Linked DNA regions of Bombyx mori: region 2 is linked to region 1. The links are chromatin contacts, called in public Hi-C maps. All regions are on one chromosome and are shown on one strand. The core of a region is the stretch at or near the end of the contact, and the rest is flanking DNA. Distances in the headings are between cores, read along the strand shown.

Region 1 (3,007 bases), core at 267-2,766:
TAAGCAGGCCCAGTGTTCAATTTTGGGACATGTTGTATACTGAACTATCTTTGGCCAGTGCTCTGCAATGCAGGTCTTCATTCTTCCAATAATAAATCGTGTGTTTCTACTAAAATCATATATTTAAATATATAAATTGTATATTGTTAAGATATACATACATATCATAATGTGAAAAATAAGTAAGATTTTGGAACATGATTTACAGACAATTCCCTGTTGTACTGTAGAATATAATTTGCTACTTATTTGTAATATTCTTGAAATTATTTGTAATAAATGAACATTTGTTACAGAAGAAAGCCATAAGGAGAAAGGAGAAAGAAACTAATGAAATTGCTTGAAATTGATATTGTATCAGAAAACTATTTATGACTGTCTGAGAGTATACTTAAATTTAAGTTTTATTTGTTGAGACACAGTTAAAATCTCACTTACTATACTACTACTAAGCCTATCTTTACAACAGCAGAGTTGGTTAAAGAAGTGGTGCATTTTGTGCAAAATCGTTTAATTTTTTAATTTTTTTTTTTCATCTTATTAATGAATACACATTCTGTCTAAAATAAATGAGATATTTTTGCTTTTGTTTTTGATTTCTTTGCTATTATAGTTTTTCCATCACTTTACTTTTAATGTCAGAGGAAATTTTAAGGAATACTAATTGGTTTATTAAATGGAATTTGAAAATCCCACTTCTGTTGCAAAGCTTTTATGCTTTCACAATTAAATTTAAATTTCGCAATTGAATCTTTAAACTCATTGTGGGTGAGAAAGCATGATGGAGGCATTCTCGTTCTGGTACCTATAGGCTTTGATAATCATTTAGACAAGATAAGCAAAAAACTCAGCAGCCTAACAATGAAAAATATTTAAAACTAAATGTTCAAGTTTCATAGAATAATATTCAATTCTTTTAATGTATAATTGTAGATTTTATTTATCGATATTATTAGATAGATATTATGTAGGTCAACGTATCTTTATTATTTTAAGCAATAATTTACGGAAAATTTAATTAAAAAATATAAATGAATTTACCTAAAACAGGTTTAACATGTGGTACGATACGAAAGTAGAAATCGTTTTTAATTAAACGAACGCAGTGAGCAGTAATCAATTTGATATAATTTTAACAGGAATGTGAAGTAATAATTCGTTAACAATTTAAAAAACGCGTGAAACATATATAAGATGTTTTAACGTAAACATTTAGATGCAGTGGTGTTTTTTTTTAAATTCCAATCAATTTTTGTAGGGTAGAAACTTCGTCAAATTCGTAGTTCTAGGTTATTGACTTTTGGATGAACACGTTTATTTACCTTAAAAAAATGTTTAGTATAAAGGAAAAAATACTTACGTTCGATGCCAGCGGTTCTTCAAAATAAATTAACACTTGTAAATGTAACACGAAATATTAAATAATCTTATTTAAATACAAAAAATCACCAACGTCATACACACTACCCGGCCCGGACACGACTAGAGTTCTCAAAATGCAGGTAACTTGACAGCTGTTTCAACGAAATATCGATTTGAGAATTTCAGTCCATCATTGTAAGTTTTGATAAATAAAAGTGATTATTTTTATGTACAAACCTTACAGTTTATTTTTATATCTTTTATTAAAGTTGCTGATTATATTTCTGTAATATTTAAAACTCATATTTAACTTTCAGGATTCCGATCTCATAGAGTTCGATTTATTTTGTGTCACTCTTGTGGCTCATCTCTAAACGTGTTGAATGTGGCGTATTTTTGTTTGTGGGCGGAGAAAGGCATGATATCAACCAATCAGGGTCTAGAAACTGGCATGGAAAAGGTGGCGTGATCGCTACGTCATAGACATGTACACCTATAGCTATAGCATACGCTATAATTCGCAACCGCTTTGATCAATAACTTAAAATTATGAATGAAAATCGTCCAGAATCATAGTTTTAGTTAAAAGGGCTTAGATTTTATAGAGTCCTCTTAATTAAATTAATGTGCGAAATGTACACTCACTGTCAGTATTTCCGAGCAATAATGTAATTACGAGTATTGTGCACTATCAATTTTTAACGAACTTTGGCATTGTTGTTTGAAATTGAATTTATCAGCGACATCTCTCGCTTGTATCGAGAAACGTAAACGGATTGCTGTTCAATTCTTTGTAAGAAACCACTAATATAATTATTAGTTATGTTTGAACTAAATCGTAAATCGTCCCGTATATCCACAAGACAACGTTTTTTTAGATGAACCTTCGTACCGCAGATTATTCATAAAATATTGGAACTCACTAAAAGCTCACAAATTCAATCCTAGATGGCGCTGTTTATCAAACACCTCGTTCAGACACTAAAAATAAATTGAAATGTTTTAATTGAATCTAAATAGTTTTTTAGTTTTATCAATTAGGTAAAACTATGGAGGATAGAGGTAAGGAGAACCGTCTCATATGGGAGAAGCTTGAAAAAGTGTCCCACTTTCAGCACTAAATAACAGTTCAAAAATTCACCATAGGCACAGGGTATGAAGGTGATATGAATCTTCGCTAGAAGTAATAGTGTTCTGTGATATGAATTGAGCAGTTGTTAACTGATTGAAGTATGCTGAGTTAGGAAATTCATTATTTTTAATGACTAGAGTAGTTAGTGACAGTGTAATATACAAGACCAACGTACGTTACGTAGTCCAAACTAATTTCGTCAATATAACCTAAAATTATTGCTGTGGTAAAACGTAGAGACATCGATTGCATTTTCTTATCACCTTTAAATAAAATATAATAATTTTTGTGATTTTGTAGTGCTTACAGTTCTTTCGTCCTTTTTTATATCTAATAACTTTCAGCGCCTTTTTAAAATTTACCCGGTTGCTACTGTAGCGCCACTCTTATTTAACAGATCTTAACGGACACTTTTTCACACACAGAGACGGTTCTCCTTACCTTTACCCTCCATAGGTAAAACAATATTATAAATAGCTCACAGCTCCATGAATAAGACGTTTTATTGTTAGA
Region 2 (3,007 bases), core at 282-2,781, 38 kb before region 1:
TTCAAAATGTATTATCTTGCTTTTATTTAATATTATTAATTTGATGGAGTGCCTGCTCTTCGTTTTTCATCAGACTGGAGACATTTCAATCGACTGACATCCTTGCACCGCGCGACGTACCACGCAGGTCAGATAAAGGTAAGCTTAGACGGTTCTGCTGTAAAAGTCTATTTCAGTCTCACACCAGTTCGGAGCAGTTTTTTTTATTGCCCAGCCGAGTAAGCGAGCTCACGGCCCACGTAGTGCTAAGTGATTACCGGAGTCCATCTACCTCAACTACATTAATACCGTAACTGACCTTGAGAGACGAGTTCTAGTTATCTGTTCTATAGTATAACGGCTGATCCCCCTTCAAACGGGAACGCATTACTGTTTCGCGGCAGAAATAGTCCGAATGGCGGCACCTACCAGCGCGGGCGCACAAAACGCAATACGACCAGCTATAGGAAAGAGATGTTACTGGTATATTTGAATCTCTATGAATGTATCCAATTGCTTGCCTAATTCCAGAGATTATTAAAAACCATTAAGTATTGTCACTTGCAGTTTGATGCCGAGTTAGGAATCACATAAACACACACAAACACAAAATTCACCCAAAAACAAAATGTCTGTCTGTCATTCCGCGATTGCTTACTGTTTGCTTAATGTGTGTGTAACTGTGGTTTTGTTAATCCATATACATTGATAATTCATTTTCGAAACATTAATCAATGAAATAAGATTAACGGACGAAAACGGAAATATGTAAACTGACCTTGAGAAGTATTGATAAGACGACTTGAGTATTGATTCTACTAATTGATTTTGCTGTCAAAATTGCTGTTTTTTCCCTACCTACTTAATCGTTGATAACTTAAGGGGCCATTCCAATTAGGCGCGAATGAGCTCAACCTGCCAGAATTACTAACACTGCAAAATTACTCAAAATTGTTATCGTCCTGGAAAATGAATGACTCATATGATAATCACACGCATCAATCGACACATTGAATACCGGTGAATCATAATTTCGTCTGTCCTGGCTTTCTTTCGGTATCGAGGGAGATAATTTCGTGATAGTCTGGTTTAAAACAACAAAAAATAACGACATTCAAAATGTTTTGTAAGTTTTTAATAGGGACAGTGCTGAGTTCCGTGGCGATACCGCAGTACTAATCGACGATATAATCCCGACCAGTTCAGAGCCTCTGTAAGAGCCTACTTTAATAAAAACCTTATCTTCATCTCCAATTTCATCAAAAAGAAATATCCTGAATTATCCGCGATGACATTGAGAACGATGTTAAAGACGCCTGTCTGGCGCGGATCCAACAGTTGCCCGTGTAAATGCACATTTAGCAAACAAAGATATTAATTCGGCTGATGTGCTGAACCGGTCGTAACATACACACTACATTTTTATTTAATGTAACAAATAAAGAGCAATCCCACTAGCAAATTATAACAGTAATGTTTACAATTATTGTACACTATGAAACCGCCCTCTTCACTTGTTGGCATAATACCGTCGACAATTACTCTTGACACAGACTCGGTGGCGCAGTAGTAGCGGCTCTGACTGTTGCGGCAAGGGTCGTGGGTTCGATTCCTACATCAAGCAAACATTCGTGTCATGAACATTATTGTAAACGGTATGTATGTCGGTCTATGGTTCCCATAACCCTAACTCAAGCATCAGCCCGCTGAGTTTCTCGCTAGATCTCAGCGGGTCGCGATGCCGATAATAGATTCATTCGCGAAGCAGCTGCTCTTGAGTTGTTATGTCTCCTTTGGAGGTGCTCAAGCAGCTATTAGTAAGCCCCATCCCTCCTGGCGGAGCCTCTGCTCGCCCACCTGTCCTGGTGAAACTGGAAAGGCAGTAAGTGAGACAAAACATGCGGTTTCATCTTGTAATCGATTTTTATAACAGTCGACAACATAAAAATCTAAGTTTTTTTGTATTGCTTGGATGGGTGAACGAGCTCACAGCCACCTGGTGTTAAGTGGTTACCGGAGCCCATAGACATCTACAACGTAAATGCCGTCACCCACCTTCAGATGAGTTCTAAGGTCTCAGCGTAGTTACAACGGCTGCCCCATCCTTCGAACCGAAACGCGTTACTGCTTCCCGGCAGAAATAGGCAGGGTGGTGATACCTACCTATGCGGACTCACAAGAGGTCCTACCTACCACCAGTAATTACGCAAATTATAATTTTGCAGGTTTGATTTTTATTACACGATGTTATTCCTTCACCGTGGAAGACGATCGTGAACAACTGTTAAGTACGGTACGGTAAGAAAAATTGGTACCCGCCAACAGTAATATTTGTCGGCGAGCATGTATTTTTAAACAAAGCGGATAAAAAAAGACACGTAAAGACGTCACTACGTCTAGCCTAAACAAAGACAACCTACTTAAAATCCGAACAAAGACATTATATTGTCAGCTGTACTTAAAACAAAGAGAATAATATAAAACAAACATGATTGAAACGTTTACGAACGGCCTTATCGCTAGATGAATCTCTGCGGTTCATATTCATGAGAGCGATAGTCACGAATGAAGATCAAGTCGCGATTCAATCTTCTGTCCATAGCAATAAAATAAATGATTATTATACTCCATTGTGTGATTTTTATTAATTAAGTTACTTGAGACAACGATTGGTAATTTAGATAATAGAAAATTAACAATTAACATAATACTAACATTGTCATAATTTTTTTGTGCACTTTTTGTTTTTGTATAATTACTGAAAGAGAACGAGAAAATGTACTAAAATTGTTTAGAGGATTCACGTGTAATAACAAAATAGTTGTCGAAGGAAACTTGACATAATTATGTAGATCGAATCCACTATACAATACCATTATTTAGCAGCTGTTTTTTTTATTATCTAGGCTACTTCAGAAATGTTCCCATGAGGTTTATCTATACTAATCTATACTAATATTATAAAGAGGAAAGATTTGTTTGTTTGTTTGTTTCGAATAGGCTCCGAAACTACTGGACCGATTTGAAA

What was found. Hi-C and Micro-C count contacts between places; a contact is called where the count stands out from the background.
Region 2: a Hi-C map of midgut shows a contact between it and region 1, with 1.8 times the contacts expected there. The contact joins the enhancer-like site here to the promoter of LOC101738882 in region 1. A contact is called at or near these places in 6 of 7 Hi-C or Micro-C datasets (middle silk gland, midgut, posterior silk gland and 1 more).

What each region holds. Positions count from the first base shown.
Region 1 is chr4:18,019,882-18,022,888 of ASM3026992v2, reverse strand. LOC101738882 (long-chain-fatty-acid--CoA ligase 4) reads right to left here and starts at 1,516. Exons shown (of 13, transcript XM_012690095.4): 1 at 1,361-1,516.
Region 2 is chr4:18,058,000-18,061,006 of ASM3026992v2, reverse strand. The region is part of intron 2 of LOC101738882 (long-chain-fatty-acid--CoA ligase 4); the gene reads right to left. Among protein-coding and RNA genes, the nearest start is that of LOC101739121, 29 kb to the left of the region's middle. Within about 2 kb of position 1,531, at least 1 of the 8 cell types and tissues checked has open chromatin away from gene starts, as enhancers often do.